Linked DNA regions of Sus scrofa: regions 1 and 2 are each linked to region 3. Evidence: chromatin contacts called from public promoter capture Hi-C and targeted proximity ligation data. All regions are on one chromosome and are shown on one strand. The core of a region is the stretch at or near the end of the contact, and the rest is flanking DNA. Distances in the headings are between cores, read along the strand shown.

Evidence for each region. Promoter capture Hi-C pulls out the DNA fragments that hold promoters and counts their contacts.
Region 1: a promoter capture Hi-C map of liver shows a contact between it and region 3, with 3 times the contacts expected there. A contact is called at or near these places in 1 of 5 promoter capture datasets (liver), 21 of 47 Hi-C or Micro-C datasets (alveolar macrophages, blood, brain and 10 more) and 2 of 2 datasets of targeted methods (alveolar macrophages and skeletal muscle).
Region 2: a contact with region 3 is called in a targeted proximity ligation map of skeletal muscle. A contact is called at or near these places in 2 of 5 promoter capture datasets (fetal skeletal muscle and liver), 15 of 47 Hi-C or Micro-C datasets (alveolar macrophages, embryonic fibroblasts, fetal heart ventricle and 6 more) and 2 of 2 datasets of targeted methods (alveolar macrophages and skeletal muscle).

The regions. Positions count from the first base shown.
Region 1 is chr5:7,115,094-7,118,611 of Sscrofa11.1, forward strand. It overlaps LOC110260631 (a long non-coding RNA gene), which reads left to right. Exons shown (of 3, transcript XR_002343883.1): 3 at 1,965-2,752. Among named protein-coding and RNA genes, the nearest start is that of TEF, 18 kb to the right of the region's middle.
Region 2 is chr5:7,027,024-7,030,396 of Sscrofa11.1, forward strand. ACO2 (aconitase 2) reads right to left here. Exons shown (of 19, transcript NM_213954.1): 4 at 2,884-2,976. Among named protein-coding and RNA genes, the nearest start is that of POLR3H, 29 kb to the left of the region's middle.
Region 3 is chr5:7,069,561-7,073,277 of Sscrofa11.1, forward strand. It overlaps PHF5A (PHD finger-like domain-containing protein 5A), which reads left to right and starts at 1,585. Exons shown (of 4, transcript XM_021091456.1): 1 at 1,585-2,002; 2 at 2,420-2,443; 3 at 2,939-3,105. The coding sequence starts at 1,951. It overlaps ACO2 (aconitase 2), which reads right to left and starts at 1,463. Exons shown (of 19, transcript NM_213954.1): 1 at 1,399-1,463. The coding sequence starts at 1,434.

The sequences.
Region 1 (3,518 bases), core at 943-3,442, 46 kb after region 3:
AGGGGAAGCCAAGGCCCAGAGCAAGGAGGAGCCTAGCAAGTCCTGGGGGGCTGAACACTGGCTCCTGGCTCAGGACTCTGGCCCCAGCTTTGGGCACTTGCTCTGGCCACAGCCCTGAGGTCTCAGCAAGGCTCTAGGATAGGATTTCTGGGTAATTGAAGCATCATCTAGCATCTTCTTAGAGTCCTGGGGTCAGGGACGTTGCCCAGCCTTGCCACAGACCTAGATCAAAGCAGTTCTGTACTCAGACCTCAGAAAAGAGCCATGCACTTCAGCCCTGAGTGACCTGGCCCTGCTGACTTGGAGACACCTGCAGCCCAGGAGCCAAAGGAGGCTGAGTATGTAGCCCCTGCTCCTGCTGACGACGGAGAAGCAGCTCACAAAAAGGGCTCTCGCTCTCCTGGGTCCAGGCGTCGGCCTGCACGGTTGGGAATGTTTGCTGAACTGAGAACATGTTGAGGGCTGGTGAGGGCTGGTGAGGGGCTGGGGGCACCCATCTTCAACCCAGTCTCTGATTTCCTCTGCTGCTCAGCCCTGTCTCTGGCTGGCAGCTTTCCCAGCTTAGGTGCTGGAGTCGGGAGTGCCAGCCAGGCTGGCGTAGCACAGTGCAGAGGCATGTGAGGGCTGTCTGGCAGTTTGGTACAGTCAGGGGAGGGGGCATGTGTCCAGCTGTGGAGGTTTGTCCTCCAGGCAGGTGGGTGGCAGAAGTGCAGCATGTCAGGCACCTGTATGTTATCTGTGTGGCACAGCCTGATGGTACAGAGAGAGAAACAGCTTAGGGAGGTAGAGCCACTTGCTGGGGCCACAGAGCTGCTCTCTGGCTGCCTCCCATACCCTCTGATGGGCCCCCTCCCCATGGCTGTCAGTTGCCAGGCCCTGAGGGGCTCACCTCCAAGTAGGCACCTCAGTGGCAGCTGCCAGGTGTCTGTGAGGCTGGTGTCCCATTCTATGGATAAAATTCAGAGGCCCAGACAGGGAAGTGACTTGCCCAAGATCACATCCCAAATTGGTGATGGAGGCAGATTTGAACCCAGGACTAACTCCAAACCTGTGTTTTTTGCTTTTGGCTGCACCCATGGCAGGCGGAAGTTCCAAGCCAGGGATAAGACCCATGCCACAGCTGTAACTATAGCCACAGCAGTGACAACACCAGATCTTTAAGCTGCTGAGCCACCAGGGAGCTCCCTCTTAGTCTGTATTCTTATCTGCCACATGCTGGCCAGAGATCTCCCAGCTTTGACATATTCCAAGCCCACAGTTCCTGTGGCAGCACAAATCTGTGTTTGTAAGAGTATTTGTATACAAAGTAGAAAACACAGTGGGTTACAACAGGTCGTCTCCAGAAACAGATCTCAGGTTCACAAATTTCAGGGAAGGTCTTCATAGACCCAGTTGGGGCACGTGTTCCATCATTGACCAATCAACTGTGCCTACAACGGATTGGGTCACATGTTCACTCCTTGACCAATCACCTGTGCCCAGGGCTGACCCTGTAGCAGCCCCTGGACACCACAAGGTAGCTCGGGGGGTGGGGCAGCTTTGACCCTGGAAACTAGATTCTGTTTGAGTTACATTTGCCTCCCTGGGCTTCTTCTTTTTTTTTTTTTTTTTGTATTTTTAGGGCTGCGCCTGCAGCATATGGAGGTTCCCAGGCTAGGGGTCTAATTGGAGCTGTAGTCGCCGGCCTACGCCAGAGCCACAGCAACAAGGGATCCGAGCTACGTCTGCCACCTACACCACAGCTCACAGCAACGCTGGATCCTTAACCCACTGAGTGAGGCCAGGGATTGAACCCAAGTCCTCATGGATGCTAGTCAGGTTCGTTTCCACCGAGCCATGACGGGAACTTCTCCCGGGCTTTCTTGACCTCTTATTCCCAACCTCAGGGACAGGAGACTAGGGTGACAGGGTTCTAAGCACCTAAGGTCCTCTTGTAACTGCTTTCCTTGTGCCTTACCCCTTAGACCAGCTAGTCAGGCTGCATCTGCCTGCGAACTGAGGTGTATGGATGGGGGTCAGAAGCTGCCCGAAGGACTCGGTTCTGTGCCCAATTCGTATGGGAGCCGTGGGGGTAAGTCACCTCCACTCACCCTTCTGGTCTTGGCTTAAATGTCACCCACACAGAGGTCGTCCCTGTCCTCTCCCAGATCCCCTATCTTCTCAGCCACACCACTTACCACAACCCATCATTCTATTATTTTTTGTCCTTGTAATGTTTGTCTTTCCAAGCAGACTGTGAAGGCTGGCAGCAAGGTTGACACCAAATAGACATTTAGTAAATATTTGCTGAATGAGGTTTCTCTAAACTTTGATTTCCCTGTCTGTACAAAGGAGTGACAACACCCCCCACTGTGAAATAAGATAGAGCCTCAGAGCACCCAGCCCAGGCCTAGGACGCAGCAGGTGTTCAGGATCCTGGGAGCTGGGACGAGGGGAGGCTGGGCTGGAAGGCTCTGGAAGCTCTCAGGAGCAGCAAGCTCCAAGAGCACAAGTGGTGAAAAGCTGGAACCCGAGGATAAGGAGAGTCTGGGAATTTGAATTTGAAACCCACTCTGGGTTTGAATTTTAGCCTTGCTGTTTAGTTTGGGGGCATATCACTTTGCTTTTCTGAGCTTCAATGTTTATTGGTAAAATAGCCACTTAAAGCCCACCGTGGGGAGTTCCCATGAACTGGTGAAGTAGTGAACCTGACTAGTATCCCTGAGATCAGAGGTTCAATCCCTGGCCTTGCTCAGTAGGTTGAGAATTTGGTGGTGCCATGGGCTGTGGAGTAGGCTGTAGAAATGGCTCAGATCCCGCTTTGCTGTGGCTGTGGCCAGCAGCTGCAGCTCCGATTCGAACCCTAGCCTGGGAAATTTCATATGCTGTGGGTGCGGCCCTAAAAGGAAAAAAAAAAGTCCACCTTGAGGTTCCTGCTGTGGCACGGTGGGTTAGGAATCTGACTGCAGTGGCTTGGGTTGCTGTGGAGGCGTGGGTTTGATCTCTGGCCCAGCGCAGTGGGTTAAAGGATGTAGCATGGCTGCAGCTGCAGCACAGGTCTCAGCTGCAGCTCGGATTCAATCCCTGGCCTGGGAACTTCCATATGCCAAGGGTGTGGCCATAAAAAAAAAAGTCCACCTTGCCAGTCCATCTCCAAACTCCAAATGCATGTTTTTCTCTAGAAACAAAACAGTTCCTGGTTCCTTCCAACCTCAGGAGCCCTGAATGTTAACAACATGAAGCATGGGAATGGGAAGCAGGGGAGAACGGCCTCGTTGTGTAAAGTCAGCTCCAGGGCTCACTGAGGAGGCGGCAGCGCCAGCTCTGCACACGGAGGGAGCAGAAGCAGCGTGACGAGGGCCTGGAACTGCAGGGAGGGGGGTGAATTTGCAGTGGGCACTGCCAAGGATGAGGCCACCAATTCTGTGCCCACCCCACGAGTCTGGGCCCATCCTGAGCAGGGGACCTGGGGACATCAATGCTGAGCAAATCAGCATGACAGTTCTGGTGCTCAGCAAATGGCTTTACCCTTGGGTATA
Region 2 (3,373 bases), core at 323-2,822, 43 kb before region 3:
GGGTTAAGGATCCAGCGTTGCCATGAGCTGTGGAGTAGCCTGGTGGCTACAGCTCTGATTTGACCCCTAGCCTGGGAACTTCCGTATGCCACGGGTGCAGCCCTAAAAAGACACACACCCCCCAAAAAGAAAAATGTTGCTAACGACAGTGTTCGCCTCATCGGGTCACAGCAATCACTCAATGGAACAGGCACATCAAGCTGTAGCAGTGCCTGGGAGAGGCATTGTTTGTATTTATTATTTTGCAGCAGGCTTCTTCATCTGAGGCTCTGCTGACCTGTCAGATGGAATTACACCCCGACACACACCTAAGGATGTTGGGGAGGACATACGAGATCGAGGACGTGAAAGGCTCTGTGAACTGTCAGAACCGACTGAATGGGGGCAGGCTCCCCGGAATATCACAGAACCCCAGGACCTCTGCCTCGGGCGAGGCATCTTGCCCAGTAGACTCAGCAAGGTTCGAGGGGGCTCGGCTCCTTGGAAACGCATCGAGTTAGAAGACCCGGTTTCTTCCCCAGGAACGAGGCAGCCGGCTGGGAGAACAGGCCAGCACAGAAGAAATCCCTGACAGAGAACAGCTGTTGGAGAGGACACCGTTTAACTGTTTCAGTTCTCTGGCCCACCTTGCCTCGGCCATGTGCAAAGATTTAAAACTAGTTAACCTCTCAAGTTCCTCAAGGTTGGAAAAGGCTGATCCGTGAAGACCAGACACAGAGAATTCAGTTTGGTCGCACAGCAGAGACCGACTGTGGTCCATGTCAGAGGGGAGTGATCAGTGCAGACCCGAGGACCGCAGGAAGCAACACAAAGCACTGGCTGTGGCGGTGACCTCAGCGGTCGGATGGGGGTGTGGCGGGGAGAAGGGTATTTAGTCCAGAAGGCTGGACTACCATCCAGAAGGTAAAACTGGAAAGTGAGCCATCCGTCTGCACGACACACGTACACTGAGGACCTATTCTCTACTGACTGGCACCGGCCCGAGCTAGCGAAGAGAGTGAGCCCCCATTCCTGTGCCTGCAGCGCACGAAAGGCCGAAGGCAAGGCACCTGGCACACACCGTGCTCGTGATGAGACGGGCCCCCCAGAGGATCACACACGGAGCCGAGCGCTGGGCCCAGAGGGCCTGGGACTTCACGGCGGGAAGGGGAGAGCGTGCAGAGGAGGAAGGCTCACCAGGGCCTGCGAGGCGGAGGGAGAGGGACGAAGGCTTGACTTGGACACGGTGGATTAAAGCCGCCTGACACCAAGGGCAAAGAAGGGTAGAGCTGCACAGAGATCACGGGATCCCCGGCAAGTTCCCTTTTAAAGGAGCAAATGCATCAGGCTGTTCGCCTCGTTGGTGGCCAGTGGCAGGTGTGAGCTGCCAGCACTCACAGCTCCAAACTTTGACCCCGAAGCTGCCAAAAAGGCCTGGGCGTTTGTACTGAGGTGGAACGGGGACACTTGGATCGAGGTCAACCTGACAACAAAAGGCCAAGCCTGGGTCCCTGACTCCCAAGCCCTGCTGCTGAGAGGCTCTCTGGTGCCTGCAGACCATGTGACCTGCCCTTCCCAGGGCGCCCCTTCCTGGCCAGGGCCATGGTCTGAAAGGGCAGAGTGGGGATCTGCGGGCTCTGGTTTCAGAGTGCGGCAGTGCTGAGAGCCCTCAGGGTCGGATTACAGCCTGACTCAGCTTGTCCTGAAGGAAGGCCGGGAAGTGAGGCCGGGAAGTGAGGCCTGGGGAGGGTCACCTTGGGAAGGTACGATGGAGGCAGGTTTCACAATCAGGATGGATGCAAACGGACTCTAACCAGTACACACCCCACAAGCCAGTCAGCGAGCCTGAGCAGGCATGAAAGCTAAGCACCCATCTCCCCAGAAACACACACAAACACACACACTTGAACTTACAGACAGAACTGCCTAGCAAGACATAACCCATCTTTGGGGAGACCCCAGGAGAACGCCTGCCCTAGGCAGCCACGCGGCCTGTGGTCCCTCCATCCTCTGGAACACCAGCAAGGGGCTGAGGTCACCAAGCAGCACAGGGGGGTGGAACTCTGACGCCAGGGCCAGGCTGCCTGGATGCGAAGCCTGGCTCCACGATCGGCCAGCTGGGTGGCCCTGGGCGAGGAGATGAACTGCATTGCGCCCCAGTGTCCCCATCTGTGAGGTGTGGACGATAAAACCACCAGCCTCATAGCATCAAGGCGAGGCCAGGGTTACCATCTGCAGATAGTGGTGGCTGGCACACAGTGTGCACTCATCAAATTAGCTAACCACTCAACAAGGCAGAACACTCGTGGAAGAAAGCAAAACAGAAGACAAATGGTACCACAATGCTTGGAAGAAGATGTGGCAGGAAACATGTCACCTTAAAATGATGGTTACCAAGCGGGTCAGAGGGGACTATTTTATTTATTTAATTTTTTCCCCCTTTTATTATTATTTTTAATTAACATAGTTGATTTACAATGTACCAATTTCTGCTGTACAGCAAAGTGACCCAGCCATATACATATACATATATGAAACATACATATACATATATATATATATGAAACATACATATACATATAAGATACATATATAAGAAAGTTACATATATATATCACCGGGTCACTCGGTTGTGTGTGTGTGTGTGGTATAGAAGGGACTCTTCTCTTTCTTATGTTGGAAGGGACTACTTCAATTTCTCACACAGAGAGTGAGAATGTATAACCTGACATACAAAAATTAATTTTAAAATGAAAGAAGAGGAGCCTAAGGGCTCGGAGAGGTCATCCAATTCCTCCTCGGCCCCGTGAACCCCCTGCTCCCGCAGGCCCGCAGGTGCTCTCTGTTCCTGAAGGGCAGCCTGTTCCCCTGCCCACACCCAAAGGCGGCCAGGCCCTGCTTTACCTGGTGAATGATTCCGGAGCCAGGCCTCCAGAAGCCCACGCCGTACTTGGCACCTGCAGTTGCCAGGAAGTTATACACTTCCTGGTTTATGTCCTGTTGAGACAAATCAATAACCAGGGCATCAGCAACAGTGTGCTCGTGCCTCCTCCCTTCACCCCACCCCGACTCCGAAATGCTGGCACCGTGAAGACAGGCCCTCTGCCGGAGACTTCGACAAACAGTTTCCAAAAGGCTTGGACGGTGGCCCACAGTCCGCCGGCAGGCCCAGGAGAACGGCAAAGGTACAGAGACACAGCTCCTTCGGTGACACCTGGCCAGGGAGTGGGTCCACATAAACCCTTCCCCGCACCGGGTCTCAGGTTCCTTACTTGCGGAAGGAACTGGGCTACATCGTCTCCAAGGGTCCCTCTGGCACTTGAGTCCTCTGTGAATGGGGGAGGGGGGTGGAGCCACCACAGGATCAACTGGGACCCTGTCGGGAAGGGGAGCT
Region 3 (3,717 bases), core at 335-2,834:
ACTACTTCCACATTGTTAACTTGGAGAAACAAAAAAATCTAAGAGAAAATTTGGACAAATCCTTGTCTTTGCCCAGAATTGAGAGACCCTAAGTATTTTAAGATAAATGATTTCCCTTTAAACCATATGGTTTAAATTTTAGCAATGTAACTTTAAAAAAAAAAAAAAAAACTTCTGACAACACAATACTTTCTGAGAGTACAGTACACTACTTCTTTTTAAATTCTGCAATAATAGTTGTGCTACTTGATCCAATGTAGATTCACAAATTTAAATGTAAAAGGTTGTCGGAGAATGCTTGCTTGATTTTTTATTAACGAAATACGTTCTTGACATTGAACCTTTGAGTGTAACATCTTCCTAGGGTTGTCAAGTCAGGAGTGAAAAAAAAAGAAATGGCAGTCAGTCAATCTTCTAGATGGTTCAAAAGAGGACAGTCAAGGTCAAACTGTTGAGTCTCTTTTACCCTCCCCATCTAGTAACTGAAAAGCAACTGATTGTGAGCTCAAAATACGCCATTCTGGAACTCCCACAAATACAAATGTCAGCTCCAGGACCACACTCTGGCTCAAAAAGTTCTGTGAGGGCAGGCTGAAAGGGACAAGGAGAATGGGGAGTAGTAGGGCAGATGCTCAGGCCACAGCACTTTGGTAAGACTCAGAGAGCAGAACTTTTACCTGTTTTCTAACAGCGTCATCACCTATCAAATAAAAATAATCATCTCCAGAAATGATGATATGAATCAAACGATGTGGTGAGGAATTAAGTCTTGCAATCTTGTGCAAAGCTGAGAGACTACTGTCATCATTACTATTTGCTACATCTGGGCACGGAACCCACCCCCTCGAATTCTTGGGTACATGTTCCGCAGGATCCCCACAAGATGGAATAGGTCATAGTTTTTTTTTTTTCCCCCCCTACAGACTCCATGTTTGGCAACCGTAGATGCACCTGGCTAGCAACTCTGTGCTACTGAGATGAAAAGTGAGGCCTTCAGGCTCTGGGCCTAGCGCGCTTACCAACCACCGCGCCCCCCAGTCACCTTGTCCTCACCTTGAGGAACGGGGGAGGAAAAAAAAAAAAAAAAAAAAAAGCCTTACGGGGGAAGAAACTGCGGTCCTCAAAAATGAGAAAGACGTGCCTCCACTCTTCACCCGGCCGCCGCTTCTTAGGCCCTTGCTTCCAGCGGGGCGGGGACAGGGCTGAGAGCTGACTGAGCCGGGGACGCCCTGACCTCGGGCGCCAGAGGAGCGGGTATTTGCGCTGGGCCCGCGCAAGGGACAGGTACGCGAAAAGTCGGCCGGAGGTCAGGCCCGCCTCGCCTTGCCTTGCCCATAGCCGCAAGCGCAAAAGAGGTACCCCGCCCCCGTAAACCTAGAGGGCTCTCGGTTCGCTCACCTGCAGCCGGGTCACCAGTAGGCTGTAAGGCGCCATTTTGTGCACTGACAAAGATGAGGTCGCTTGAAAGTGACGTGACACGCGGCTTATTTAAGGCCTTCGGTGAGGGGCGTGACCTGAGGAGAAACGCGTCACGCTGAAGGCGTTCCCGCGAGCGACGTGGGCGGAGCTCCAGAGTCAACCTGGGAATTGGGAGAGAGCTGCCTAAAAAGTTGGGGTAGTAAATACCCGGCACAAAGATATCAAAGTGCAAATTTCGTCTTTGCGCTCTGCAACTTGTCCCTCCCATTCAAATCTGGGAAAGTTTTTTTTTTTTTTTTTCCCTAAATGACCCGCACACCCCTACCAAGACCTGACTCCCCCACTGCCAACGGGAATTCGTCTTCGGAATTTAAGTGCTTTGATCACGCGAGAATGAGCGGGGCTTGGTGCAAAGATTGCAAACGCTGATGGACGCCTAGAGAACCAATCAGGGCGACGAGGAGGCAGGAACAATCAGGGTTAAAGGTCTGGCGGAAGCTCCCTAAGCTTCCGGTGGTTTGAGCGCGAGCGATGGCTAAGCATCACCCGGACTTGATTTTTTGCCGCAAGCAGGCTGGTGTTGGTGAGACGGTCTTCTGCCCCCGGCTGTTTGGGTGGGGATGGTATTAGGACCTTAAGAGTCCGGGGTTCCCATTACTCCTTTAGGGTGTTGCTTCGGAGGCGCCCCGTTTCCCGCCTCGCCGCCGGTAGTGTAGGAGCGCGTGGGTTTGTGGGCTCAGATGAAAGGGGGGCGGGGGCGCGCGTGCTGAGAGCTGGAGAGGGGCTGCGGAGATAGAGAAATTCTCAGTTTTCCCAGGACCTGGGAGGTCTTACGAGGGTGCGGATTTGGTTCGGATTGAAGTTTATGAGAATACGATGGTTAAGACCTCTCAGGGCTCACTGCAGACCCTGTACCTGTCCCCAACTCAAGCTCGAGGCTTTTGTCCCCTCTTCTAAACCTTAATCCTAATTGTACTCTTTATCACCTTTGATCTTGCAGCCATTGGAAGACTGTGTGAAAAATGTGAGTGGAACACGCTTCTCCAAACAGCCCACCCCTCCCACTCAGCTTCTATAGTGGCAGCAACGGACATTTTCAGCGGTGCCACGAAGAGGGCTTTGGATAGACATGATTGGAAGCATGTTAATACAAAGCCAGACTGCAACTAAAGGCCACCTTCCCGCTCCAACTTGTACATTTTAGGCACTGTATTTAGGTTTTGACAAAACCTCTAGCTTTGGACCAGAAGTAGCATGACCCTGCCCCCAACACACACAGCATTCTGCCAGTCAATTATATAGACTTATCTACCGACTGCTATTCTAAGCCCTTTATATTAATTGATTAGCTTTCCTATGTGTTGGGGAGATTGAGAAATGGACGCTAGGTAAACCAATTTTATAATGCCAAAATAGAGGGCTAAAGTCACTGTCAGAAGGACATAGTGTTTTTACCCATAGCAGGAAGAGGACCTGAGGTACTTGCAAGTGGGCGTAATTCAACCTCTTTTCCTTACAGGTGATGGCAAGTGTGTGATCTGTGACTCCTACGTGCGTCCCTGCACCCTGGTGCGCATATGTGACGAGTGTAACTATGGCTCTTACCAGGGGCGCTGTGTGATCTGCGGAGGCCCGGGAGTTTCAGATGCCTATTATTGTAAGGAGTGCACCATCCAGGAGAAGGATGTGAGTGTATACTAAGCTTTTCCTCTGATCTTTCCTTTCGTTTAGGAACACTTGGCCATCCACAGCAGACTCCTATGGTCAGGAGATGGCTGTTCAGCCAGTCACCTAGGTTATAATTTTCAAGTTCTGTAAACCAAACTGGGTGTACTCCAACAAAAGGTAGTTATTTTGCATCAAGTACACAAAGGCGAGAAAAGCAAATTTTTGTCAACACTGGCAATTTGATGTCTTTCTCTCTCTCTTTTTTTTTTTTTTTGGCTGTGTCCACATGTGGACGCTCCCAGGCCAGGGATGAACCATGCTGCTGTTGTGGCCTGTGCCACAGCTACGGCAATGCCAGATCCTTAACCTACTGCACCACAAAGGAACTTTCTCTCTCTTTTTTTTTTTCCCCCCAGAAACTATGCTGCATTTTTAAATCATACCACAGTGCATGATGTGCAGAAGTCACTAATTTGTGCTACCATTAAGGAACGTTAGGGTGGATGTGATGACTTTTGAATTTGGGACAGTTCAAGTTCATTTCAGCTCTGAGTGGCTAGAGAGTGCCTTTGGTTGATTTTGCAGAATTGATTGTAATTCTTGCTCATGGCATTTTTGCCCCTTGACATT